Regions from separate parts of the Mus musculus genome. Here regions 1 and 3 are each linked to region 2. Evidence: chromatin contacts called from public HiChIP or PLAC-seq and promoter capture Hi-C data. All regions are on one chromosome and are shown on one strand. Each heading gives the region's core, a stretch centred on a gene start, on an enhancer-like site or on the middle of the called end of the contact. The rest is flanking DNA. Distances are from core to core; before and after follow the strand shown.

Region 1 (3,967 bases), core at 1,131-3,630, 500 kb after region 2:
ATTATGTAGCCCAGGCTGTCCTGGAACTCACTATGTAGCCCAGGCTGGCCTTGGAATTCACAGCCTCCTCCCACCTCAGCCTTCTGAATGTCAGGGTTACAGGCTTGAAGCTATCACTCGCAGCCGTATTTATTTTAAAACCCATCCTGCATCCAACGGTATTAGTAAGAACTGTGTGAACTATCCCAAAGGAAGCATGAGAGGAGCTTCCACACAGTAAGCCAAGCTTCAGAGAGCTGACACACCCTGACGTTTCTACACTTGCTCCCTTGAAATCTTTTCAGGGTTATCCCCGCTTCCTAAGTGACATGGTGCCGCAGTTGCTGGAGTCAGAAGCTTCCGTTACTTGGACCACTCTGTATTTATTTTGCTATGGCTCGTTTCCCTTGCGTGACAGTTTATTTGAGTTGTAATTTACAAACTAAACAAGTCTCCCACTTTAGTTACACGTGTAGACAGCCATACATAAATGAGAGGATTTTGCTAGATGGCTCTTAGTGCAATTTGTACTGCAATAACAGAACCCTGGAGTCTGGATAATGTGCAGCAAATGCAAATGTAATTAGTGCATTTCTGGAGTCTACAAGGTCCAGGATGGAAGGACTTGTATTCGATGCCATCATGAGAAGGGGAAGACATCACACAGAGGAGGGGAAAGGAACAACAGAGACATCAAGCTTAATCGGCAGACTCCAGCATTCTGTAACAGGCAGTGGTCTGTTCACGAGGGTCACGTCCTTGTCACTGACACCTCCTGTAAGTCTTCCCTTCCCAGTACTGTCACATCAGAGGATATGGTTCCCACACATCCTTTTGTGATGCATTCGGGGCACAGTGGGATCTATTCAGAAGAGCAATGTTCTGCTTCTCCTGAGACAGAGCCTGTTCCTGGGGCCTGGGTCTTGTTTGCTGCTGGGTGCAATCTGTTAGGTGCCATATATTCCCATCCGTAGCATCCAGCCCACAGAGTCCCCATCTCCATGTTCAATCCCAAGCCTCTCTTTTTGACCAGCCTAGGCCTCTTTAGGACTGTCACATTCTACATAGGGGGGGCATAGACATCCGTGTGGAAGGTTAATGGATACATCACAATAATGGTAGCATCTGCCTGCTATGGCTACTGTCACAATGTATCAGAGCAGGTGGCTTAACAGAAATTTATTTCAGTCCTGAATGCTGCAACCCTGGGACCCAAAGGTGTGAGCAGGCCAGATTCATGTCGAAGCTTTCATAAGGTCAGGGGGTGGGATCCTCAATTCTTATAAGAGGAGGAAGGAACCGTAGTTCTCTCTCTGGTGTGAAGGCACGGCGATAAGATTCCAGGAAGCCAGGAGAGACCCTTGGGAACCAAATCAGCAGGCTTCTTGACTTTCCTTCAAGCTGGAGAATTGTCCCTTACATAGTCTCTATCTGACCCACTCTGAAGCAGACCCTCTACCTTACCGTCAATGCCACTGGGCCACCCTGGATCCTCCCCAATGCATGGCATCTCTGCACTGTTGTCTCTAGGCAGCTCCTCTTCGCAGGACTTCTAACTTGACTTTGAAGACTGCTCACAGAATAAGTGTTTCACTGCCTGAGAAACACCCTATCCCAGTGTTCTCTCAGGGACACCATTGTGTAAACCACCTTTCCCAATCTTCCCCTTCATCCCGAGTCCTGGTCAGCTTATTCCATCCCAAAGAGATGGAGCCTCCGCTGGAGGCTTGAGAACAGCGCTCGCTGCCCTCCTCTGTGCAAATGCAGAGCTCGTTCTTTGGATTATTTTCTGGTTGTGTATTTACCATTCCCACAAGCTTTCTTCTAAAATGTTGATAATATGTTGTTTTCAAGTAGGCGCCACTCTAATGGCTTATATTAGTTTAAACACACGTTAAAATGAAATAGAAATGTGATCCACCTGTGACTCTGGTGTCTCATTTTAAGATTTAGCTGTTGCCCTCCTCTGAACCAGGTAACCCTATTGTGTCAATAAAGAGAATGCAAAGCAACCGGAATTTTCTCACCTGGGTAGCTGACGTTTCTACAAGCTTTGCCCAGCCCTCCCTCCCACTCGACCTGCAAAGGAGTCTGAGAGTCGCAGAAACCAGAGGGCACAGAGCTGAGTGCTTACTTCCTTGGTATTAAGGAGCTTAGAGACAGGGAAGGAGTGGACCTGGGTGACATTGCAACCAGGAACTGGAGGAGAAAGCAGACAGTACCTATGTGTCACATAATTGTACTGCCCTGTACCGCAACTGCAGGCTGCATGGAGCCATCTAAATTTTTAATTTGTATAAAACTTAAACTGTGGTTTCTTGTTGGCACTAGTCATATCTGAAGCACACAAGGATGCCTGTGGCTTCTGTAGACAGTGGAAACAGAGAACAGTTCCATGATGACAGAAACGTCTACCGGGCAGGTCCAACCCATAACTGACTAATGCCTACCATGACTATCGAGATGTATTCTGATCTTCGAACGAGTGTTAGGGAAATACAGACTGCTGAGTGTGTGAGAGGAAAACAACATTTTAAGATATCATTAGGAGGTTTTCCATCCACTCAAATGAAAGAAGACCATGAAGGACAGAGAGAAGAAAGCAAAAATAACCAGATAGCTCTGTCGACACTAAGGAGGCTCCCTCCAACCAAGAGGACTCGCTACTTCTAAAGCAAAAGAAAACCAATGGCCAGAGGCCAATTGTCTCAAGTCTGCTGGGAGGGAGCTCAGCTTCAGAGGTTTCTTTCATGGTTCATCCAGCGTTTGGCTCCAGTGATTTCAGGCCATGGTAGAGCGAACATGCCCACCTTGCAGTGCCTATAAAGCAAAGGGAGAGATGAGAAGGCACCAGACGCAATCATACTCTTCAGCCACATGTTGCTGTGACCTAGCTCCTCTAGACAGACCCTGCCTCCCAGTCTCTACCACTTCCTAACAAATTCATCAGCAGATTGATCATTTGCTAACTAGGTCACATCCCTCAGAGTCCAGTGACTTCACAAAGGCCCATCACCTGCCAAATAAGCCTTAGTACAGGAGCCTAACAGGAATAGCTCATATTGAAGGTGACTGGGGACACTCTCCATAGCTAAAGGACACAGTGCATGTGCCTAGAGGTGTCAGGAGAGAGGCCCCAAGCTGTCTTTCTGAAGACTGTATAGTGTTCTGGTTTTGCCAGGTGTCATTCTCTAGCTTCTATATACCCACAAGTACACCACTCATATGCACGCATGCATGCATACATGTGGGCACACACACACACAAAGATAAATGGTACTTGATATCTTGTGACCACCTATCACCTGATCTATGGTGTTACATATATGTATATTTTAAAAAAGGACACATGAGCAATGTATGTAAAAGGTATCTATGACTATTTCACAGAGAGAAGATGCAACAACCTTTCAACAAGACTGTGGCTTGTGTGTTTGGAAGATGGTCCTGCAGCCCTGGGGTTGGTTTGGAACCAAGTCACACACATGATGGGCACTGTGGTTCCTTTGGCTCTAGCGAGACGCTTGTGCTGAAATCTGCAGGAACTGCTATTTCAAAGAAGTCTGAAGAAGCAAGGGCTGGTAGAAGTACAGAAATAGGGTTTAACACGTTCAAGGTGTCGCTAAGTGGCTAATAATATCTGAGGGGGGGCCGGGAGGGGGGCATGCTGCCTGCTCCTGAGGCTTCTGCAAACAGCAGCTAATTAACCTGTATTCTGAGGTGGGTGTGAGTCGAAATTGTTACCGCTTCAGCTTGCAGCTGAACCACTTAGCTCCATCACACTTCCTGTAGCAACACGCCAAGTGATGGCTAAGAACACGCCACGTTTAAAATACCTGGATTTAAGCAAACAGTGCCAGGAATTCTGGGGCGGCTCATGCGTCTGAATTAGAATTCTCTCTGCTCCCTAACTCTGGGTGGCTATCCATTCTTCCAGGCTGAACGCCCACTCAGACATCCTCCTCCACAAAGCTCTCCTCTTCTGTGC
Region 2 (4,060 bases), core at 1,094-3,593:
AATCTCACTACTTAAGAGCCAAAGCACCTGCTTCTCACAGGATGCTGCCTCCCAGTTTGTAGATTAGATCTGCTCTATGTCAAGGTGCTAAGCACAGTTAATTTCCAGACTCGTGTGGTAAACTGCACACTGTTAGTACTGTAACTGCTTCCCTCAAGAAACAAACTCTTAAGAGTTTATAATCTGCCGGTGGGGGAGTTTCATTACAATTTGTCTAAAGCAATATTTGTTCAGTTGCAATGATGTCATGGGATGGGGGTGGGGGGGTGAGGGTGGTTGTCGGCTTTTAATTCTTTCCTTACAATAATCAGGGCAAGAGAGTGGCTGAACTCGGAGCTGCTCGCTACAGCTTAAATCAGCAAACACAGAAAGTTTCTGGAAGCCAAGAAAGTTCTGTCACAGAAAAAGAAAAAAGTTCACAGTGCTTAGAAAAAAAAAAAACCCGATGAATTTCCTCAGCACATTTACCAGAGTTTTGATTCTCTGCAGCTTGGTTTTAAGGACTGTGGTTTGCTTGCCAAACAGGCATATCTTGGCTTCCTTGGCCGGGCAAGAACACTGCCTTGATATTAAATATTCTAAGCAAAGAACCTCTGACCTCAGCTAACAATGAATGACATTCTCTGTAAGCAAACCAGAAACCCAGCTCAAGTCTGCACTTCCAGTTTCTTTGCCTAGTAGTCTGTCACACGAGCAGAACAGAGCGGAGCAGACAGGTGACTTTACCACAATTATGCTGAAAAAGAAAAGAAAAAAAAAAAAAACGGTAGCAAGGGGGTTGCTAGAGTCTGTGCCCAGCCTGAGCTAGGCAGAAGGTCCCAAGAGAAAGGATGTAGGTAGAGATAGATGCTTCTTGGGGTTGATGGAGAAAGATGCCGAGCACATGGAGATCCGGGGCGGTTGCAGTGGTAAAGACATTTGTCACTTTGAGCATGGATTCTAAAAACCATCCCCACAACTAACTGCCACCTGCAGCCTTGCCTCACACCTTGCTAAGGTATTTTGCTCAGAGGTCAGGTAGGAATTCGCCAAAGAGCACATTGATCTTTGACTTGGCAGGAGAAAGTCGTGTGTGTGTGTGTGTGTGTGTGTGTGTGTGTGTGTGTGTGTGTGTTGGGGGGGGGGTGCTGCCACCTTTTGTTGGAGAGTCATGCCTCTGAGTCCAGTCTCTGTTCTGTCAGCTTCTATCAGTCTCCGGGCATCTCCACCAGACCTCCAGTCTTCCCAGGCTCCCCCCCTCGAGGCTGGCTTGGACTTTCTGTCCAACGTGCCCTGGACAAGTCTCCTTACATGGGTACCCTGGAGTCTGGTTGGGACGCACCCTTATCGTGTGAGTGGCCAGCCAAGTGCAACCCTTCGTCCAGACCACGGCAATCTTCCAGAGTTGGGCGTGGTACCGGGCTCAGCTTAGGGGTCCGGGCTCAGCTTAGGGGTCCGGGCTCAGCTTAGGGGTCCGGGCTCAGCTTAGGGGTCCGGGCTCAGCTTAGGGGTCCTCTGGTGAACATGCAAAGGTCAGGGCTGCGTCGCCGATGCCCAGGAAACTAACAAAAGTCAAGAGAGCCTAGAGAAACTCGAAATAAGCCCGGCCTTAATAAGGGCTGACTTCCCTGCTACCACCACCTAGATGCCAAGGGCTCCCACGAGGCAAGATAACTAGTTAGGGAGAACACTTCAACTTTAATCCAACCAGGTAGTGCCCCATGCAGAGGCCACTCACCTGGGCAACAGCTAGGGGAACGCGGGCTCGAGGCAAGCAAGAGCGCTCTTACCAGAGAAATCGGTGAGCGCGGAGGTCTCTTTGGAGCACACTAGGACCGTGCAGTAGAACAGGCGCAGAAGCTGCCCCGGAGGCTCTACCTGCCTGCGGAGGCCCTGATTCTGCGCCGATTGGGGCGCGGGTGGTGGACGCGGGTGTCCTGGCAGGAGCATGATGCGCGGCGCGGCTGGGCGCGGGCGCTGGCGCTGGGATCGCAGGCAAGGAGGACCGCGTCACATGGCGGGGCGAGTCTGTAGCCACCAGCTCCCGGCCCCCTGCCGCCTCCTTGTCCAGGCTGCTGGAGCTTCTTAGGCGGTCGCCGCCGGGTCCGGGATCCCCAGCCAAGGGGAGGGGGCGGAGACCCGGGGCGGGGCGAGGATCCCAGGGAGGCCGAGGCGTAGTTTCTTCAGAAGAAATCTTCCTGGCTCCATGAACCTAGGGAGCCAGCCTAGGGAGTTTAGGGGGTGTCACCTCGTGCTCCGGAGCTTGGCCGAGGCCGATCGGGGGCGCCGAGCCCAAAGCGGAGAGCGTCTCCAGCAGCGACCCGATGCTGCGCAGCTTGAGCGCTTTCCACGCCGGTGTCTCTAGGCGGGGTGATGGTCAAGAGCTGCTGGCTCAGCTTGCGCTGGCTCGGCGCCAACCTCACCCAGGCCGGTGGAGCAGCGCGGCTGGTGCCCGTCCGTGACGCACTTTAGAACCAAGGCAGCAGCGTACAGCCCTGGCTAGAGGGGAGCGGAGATCGTGGGAAGGGGGGTGGGAGGTGAGGTCCCGGAGATAGAGACATTACCGTCTCTGCCACCTTCAGCGCTTGTTGTTCAGCCACCAAGCACGCAGTACGTCTGATCGCACTGAATGGGAGACTGGGTCCTCAACTTTCTGCCCACCATAGAAATCTGCCTAGGCTCTAGCAGTCCGGACCTGAGGGAGCTGGTAGTCTCAAACCAGTCACGAGGCTCCGAGCCAGGTTCCTTTTGCTCGGATGGAGCTTCCTGTGGGTGCTAGTTGACAGCAGCCCTCGGGGATCTGAAACTGGGCTGGAATAAACAGCGGCTGAGCGCTTATAATTGAGCTTTGTTTTAAAATGGGCCACGGCATCTATATGACCCTGTTGACTACGTGCGGTGTCTACGCATTTGGACACCCGTAGACCAATAGATCGGTGATGACACCAGGGACGATGAGCGGGAGTCCAGAGCTGCGGGGCCAGGTGCTAGGCACTCGAGAGACCCCAGACCTAAGAACAGCGCAGGCGTCCAGGCCCCGCGGCGCCGGTGGGAAGGAGGAGGGCCCGGCGGGCGGGCGGGCGCTCGGCACAAAGTGTTCCCCATCCACCGCCGGGAGGGCTTGCCAAGTTCACCCAGCGCGCCTGACGCGGAAACGTAGATAATGAGGCCCAAGGGCGGGTCTAGGCTTCCAGCCCCGCCCTGCTCTGGGAGCAGAGCTCAGAGTGCGGAGGCCAGGCCAGCAGAACAAGAGGACACTCTGCCTCCCTGTGGCACTGTCTCAGAGCTGGACCACTAGATTCTAGGAGGATGACAGCCACACATCCTTCGGGGGGCTAGGTCGCCCAAATTGAGATCCTGAGGGTGGGAAGAAAATGCTAAATACTGGTGTTTGTATGGAGAGACCCAGTTTGCATAGCCTTGGGCTGGAGAGATGGCTCAGCGGTTAATAGAACTTGCTGCTTTTCCAGAGGACACTAGTTCAGATTCCAGCACCCAGCGCTGGCAGCTTGCAACCACCCTGAATCTCTCTCAGGGGACCCACGAACTCGAACTCTACTCTGCCCCCCCCCCCACACACACACAATCTTTTTTAAAAACACAGCCTCAATAATCATGGGATATAAGTTTAATATGAACGTCTTATGTTGGGTAAACTAAGGCTGGAAGAGTAGGTAAGGTTGCTCAATTCACAAAGACCACTGGAGAAAGAGTGTGCAGACCTCGGGTCCCTCCTATTCGTCTATCTTATCCCCTCATCTAGATCTAGATTGGCTACCAGTGTGTGTCAGGTTCTTTGGCAGGGCATGAAGATGCGGGCCCAGTAAGGGAACCGTGCTCCCTGAGGGATGGGGGCAGGCAGCATTGTGCTGTTGGGGCTGTAGAAGCTTCCAGATGTCTCTGACACTGTGAGTGCATCTCCATGCGTCCATATTGTCAGGCTGTGACCAGGTGATGCAGGAGATGTGTGTGAAACAGCCTGAGACACACAGAAGGTATTCGGTCCACGGGAGTCATCACTATACCAGGGAAGACAAGACCTTGGACCAACCACACCAAGTGAATGAATCCTCACAAAAGA
Region 3 (4,061 bases), core at 1,494-3,993, 480 kb after region 2:
ATGGGAATGTGTGTCCTGGTGACAGTGCTCTGACATTCTGCTTCCCTTCAGTTCTTGACAACACGGTTCCAACAGCATCACAGAAGGTTATGCACACCACCTCGCGGAAGAGGATCAAGATCGATTTGAATCCAGTCGTGACAACCAGCTCCCTGGGGTCTCAGATATTTCCCAACTACAGGTAGCCACGGACCACTATTCTATCTACTGAAACATAATGGGACATGCCCAGGAGTCCAGAAACGATGTCCTCTGTGTGTTAGCTCTGGGATGCCTCTTTCGCCCTCTCTGTTAGGAACATGTGTGTAATATTTCGAGTGGTGAAGCCATCTTGAGATGGTGAACAATACATAATACATAATACAATATAAGTATAAGGATGGCAGTCCTGAAATATTTGAGTGACTGAATTAATTCTAGACACCACCTACCTACCTTTGGACTTTTTTTTTTTACTGTGTAAAGAAAAATAAATCTGTTACATGCAACTGAAACCATTCCTGGGATGTATCTCTATATATATATCATATATATGTGTGTGTGTGTGTGTGTGTGTGTGTCATCCTTAGCATACATAGTATATATAATATTCCAAGAATATATATATATATGTATACACACATATATGTTTAGCTACAAAAGTACTAAAAATACACCCACACCCGGAAAGGGGGAAAGTTGCTCGAAAGCTAAGCTTGAGTTCCATGCCTGCTTTTCAGCCGAGCCTCCAAACCCCAGCTGGTCCAATTTCAGCTCCTCAGTTGAGCACTGACTCACCAGCTCTCTAAGACACTGTGCTCAGAAGTGTGGCCTCTGGGCCGGAACAAATGTACGACAGAGCCATGCTGCTGTCTTTTAACGATGTACTCAGCCAGCTCTGGGAGAAAGGGTCGACCCTGAGTATCTGAACGGCTTAATGGCTCCAAACTCAACACAAATGGGGTGCTGAGCAGTTGCTTAGCCTCCTGAGGAAGGGATTTCTGGGTTGGCATCTGTGAGATCAGCTAAGAAACCTTACCGAGTGTCGTAGCATAGTCTGAGAAAGAAAGAAGAGTTGGGCATGAAGCAATTTACGCACAAGCCCTATTGAAGTATTTAGGGGCGGGAGGACCCAAGCCCTCACAGTTATACAGAATTGTTAGAGAGTCTAGATAATCAAGTTATATTTTTGAGCAATAACAGAATACTTATTCCTTCCAATTTGCATGTGGCAAAATAAAAATAACCAAAACAATGGGTATAAAAATAAACGTTGAGGCCAGGGAAATACAATTTTAAATACAAAAACTAATCCATTTCTATGCGGCCGACTGGTATTTTCCAAGACTGTCAAGATCATTCAATAGGAAAAGAATGTTTTTAATAGACGGCAATCGGTGAACCAGTTTCACACGCAAGAAAGAGCCAAGTTCAGCCTTCACGTCACACCACAGAAATAGTAACTCAAAATGATCGGCGGCCTAAATCTATGGCCTTAGATTTGGCAACAGATTCTTCGATGTGACACAAAAAGCACAGACCTCAAAAGAAAGAACAGGTGAGCGTGGCTTGATCAAAGTCAGAATGTTTGTCCGTAAAAGAACCTTGTGAAAAAAGTAAAAGACAAGACCACCAACATAACAAAAGAAAATGCATCTGATGTGACTTTAATATCAAGGGCACATGATAGCCAGTAGGCCCCCAGACCTTAGCACAACTGACTCCATGATGGAAGTGCCATTCTGGCCGTAAACTCAGCACCACCTGCCAAAAGTAAAACAAAAATCTAATCTGTCAAAGCCGGGGAAAGTCCCTAAAAGTACTAACCTTGCTTTTTGGCTTCTGTACCTCTGCTTTCTGTTAACTGAAGTACGTCAACCCGGAATATGGTTTGTGGGCTTAAAAGTCCCTCTGAGAAAGGCTCAGGGCGACCCTGGGATCCCAAACGCCCAGTGTAGTTAGTCACTGGCGGCTCGTATCAACTTTCTGTCTGCTCAAACCCATGTCCAGGTAGCCTTCACTGGCAGATGCCCTGCAACAACACAAACACAAACAACAAAGAACTCAGATTTTTTCAAATGGGTGTGGCACGGAACAGACATCTGCCCAAAGGAGCTACACGAATAACCAAAGAGCCCACAGAAAGATTGCAATATTATTGTTATTCAGGCAGTAGATACGAAAACCATAATGCAATGTCACTTCACATGCAGTAAGATGGCCACAATTTATCTAAAGTGTAAACTAACAAGGGGAACACAGTGAAATGAATGTCATGAGCTGGGGGTGGGGGTGGGGCAATGATTCAGCATGACCCCTCCATGCAATGAGGAGGTTGCAGAAAATGCAGTATGCATGAAGCTGCTGACATAGCATGGCGTGCTGTCTCTGTTGCTTAATTTTTGTCAGCTTGACACAAACTATAGTCACCTGGGAAGAGAGACCTCACTTAAGAAAATGCCTCTAGGACTGGAGAGGTGCCTCAGAGGTTAAGAGCGCTGTCTGCTCTCTCAGAGGTCCTGAGTTCAATTCCCAGCAACCATAAGGTGGCTCACAACCATCTGTAATGGGATCTAATGCCCTCTTCTGGTGCGTCTCAAGACAGCTGCTGTGTATTCATGTGAAATAAATTAATAAATCTTAAAAAGAGAAAGAAAAAAGAAAGTGCCTCTGTCAGATTGGCCTATAGGCAAGTCTATGGGGGCATTTTCATGATTAATGATTGGTGTGGGAGGGCCCGGCCCACTGTGGGCGGTGCCGCCCCCAGAGCTGGTGGCTACCGCCATGGATTGTATAAGAAAGCAATCTGAGTAAGACATGGAGAGAAAGCCAGTAAGTGTAAAGGGCTGCAATCTACGTGCCGCCACTAGATGGTGCTAAACCTCATTGTGCGCAGCTGCGTGAGCACAGCCAGCCAAAGTCACCAGTCCATCTCCGAGGCTTTTGCCCAACCCCTGGGGGCTTTAACCTATCCCCAGGGTGCATGAGGATCATGGGTGTTGCTACCAGTCCTAGTTTAGACACGTCACCAAAAGTATTTAAGCCACACACTTTCTGAGCTTTCTTTGTCTACCTCAATATGATATAGAAGTAAAAGTTAACCGTGGAAGAATCTGGTGTGTCCTGTGTTTATTTCCCGCGGGACGGGGATAAGCTCGGGATACTTGGTGCTGAAACCCGGGAAAAAACGCCTTAACAACGCAGGCACCTAGAGGAGACCCTCCGACCAACCGGAGCAGATTTCAGAACCACGGTGGATTTTGGAATTCCGAGAGCATGCTGAATCCTTGTAAGTAACTCTGATCCTTCTTAATCCCTCCCCTTAACTGGAAGGTGGCACTAAAAGCCTTTTGTTCTCATGCTGGCTGTGTTAACCCTATTTCTCCTGGTTTGATCCTGCACTCACCAGAAGTGGCGCTGAAAGAAAAAGTTTTGAATGCTGTGAAGCACAGTCAGACGGACGTATATAAGCCGCAGTGCTCGTCTCATATTTAAGCCTCTCGTAGATAAGGGAGCAGTATGGGAAATTCACATTCTGTAACTACAGCTCTACACTCTGTTTTAAAACAGCGAGAGATAAAAGTTTCTACAAGAACCTTAGAAACGTTCATTAAGGAAATAGAACGTATATCACCTTGGTACGCGTGTTCAGGGTCGTTAACTCTTTCCTCTTGGGAGAAATTAAGGGAAGACTTAGCTAAGGAACAACAGAATGGGAAATTAAAGGCAGGGACCATGCCATTATGGAAACTGGTGAGATCGTGTCTGGAGGATGAGAGATGCCGTCCAGCAATAATAACAGGGCAGGCAATATTAGAAGAAGCACAGGACAGCATGGCAGAAACGGAATGGTGTGAAAGGTTAGGAGCTCCAAAAAAGGAAAATGTGCACAAAGTAAAAAGCCCTTCCAGAGACCTTGAGTCAGAGGAAGTGAAAAATTTGAGGATAAGTCCTCAGGGAGAGAAAAAGGAAAAGGAGAAAGTTCAGAAAAGGAAAAGCCTTTATCCGGTAAAGGAACTAGAGGCTTTAAAGCTTGATAGTTTAAAAGCAGATGAGCTTAGCTCCTCTGAGGAAGAGGAGTC

What was found. Promoter capture Hi-C pulls out the DNA fragments that hold promoters and counts their contacts. HiChIP or PLAC-seq counts read pairs in DNA pulled down with a chosen protein or histone mark.
Region 1: a contact with region 2 is called in a promoter capture Hi-C map of stem cell-derived epiblast-like cells, with 5 times the contacts expected there. The contact joins the enhancer-like site here to the promoter of Eva1c in region 2. A contact is called at or near these places in 17 of 39 promoter capture datasets (3T3-L1-derived adipocytes, the C10 cell line, HPC-7-derived erythroid cells and 11 more), 12 of 115 datasets of contacts at active chromatin or transcription factors (VIP interneurons, astrocytes, bone marrow-derived macrophages and 5 more) and 2 of 9 other capture datasets (adipose tissue and embryonic stem cells).
Region 3: an H3K4me3 HiChIP or PLAC-seq map of embryonic basal ganglia shows a contact between it and region 2, with 5 times the contacts expected there. The contact joins the enhancer-like site here to the promoter of Eva1c in region 2. A contact is called at or near these places in 5 of 39 promoter capture datasets (cranial neural crest, embryonic stem cells, frontonasal cranial neural crest and 1 more), 5 of 115 datasets of contacts at active chromatin or transcription factors (embryonic basal ganglia, embryonic forebrain, embryonic midbrain and 1 more) and 1 of 9 other capture datasets (embryonic stem cells).

What each region holds. Positions count from the first base shown.
Region 1 is chr16:90,329,589-90,333,555 of GRCm38.p6, reverse strand. No RefSeq gene overlaps it. Among named protein-coding and RNA genes, the nearest start is that of Scaf4, 47 kb to the right of the region's middle. Within about 2 kb of position 2,380, at least 8 of the 459 cell types and tissues checked have an H3K27ac peak or open chromatin away from gene starts, as enhancers often do.
Region 2 is chr16:90,829,142-90,833,201 of GRCm38.p6, reverse strand. Eva1c (eva-1 homolog C (C. elegans)) reads right to left here and starts at 2,343. Exons shown (of 8, transcript NM_001199210.2): 1 at 1,770-2,343. The coding sequence starts at 1,929.
Region 3 is chr16:90,348,628-90,352,688 of GRCm38.p6, reverse strand. No RefSeq gene overlaps it. Among named protein-coding and RNA genes, the nearest start is that of Hunk, 36 kb to the left of the region's middle. Within about 2 kb of position 2,743, at least 76 of the 459 cell types and tissues checked have an H3K27ac peak or open chromatin away from gene starts, as enhancers often do. A contact at or near this core is called in embryonic basal ganglia, where this site is marked.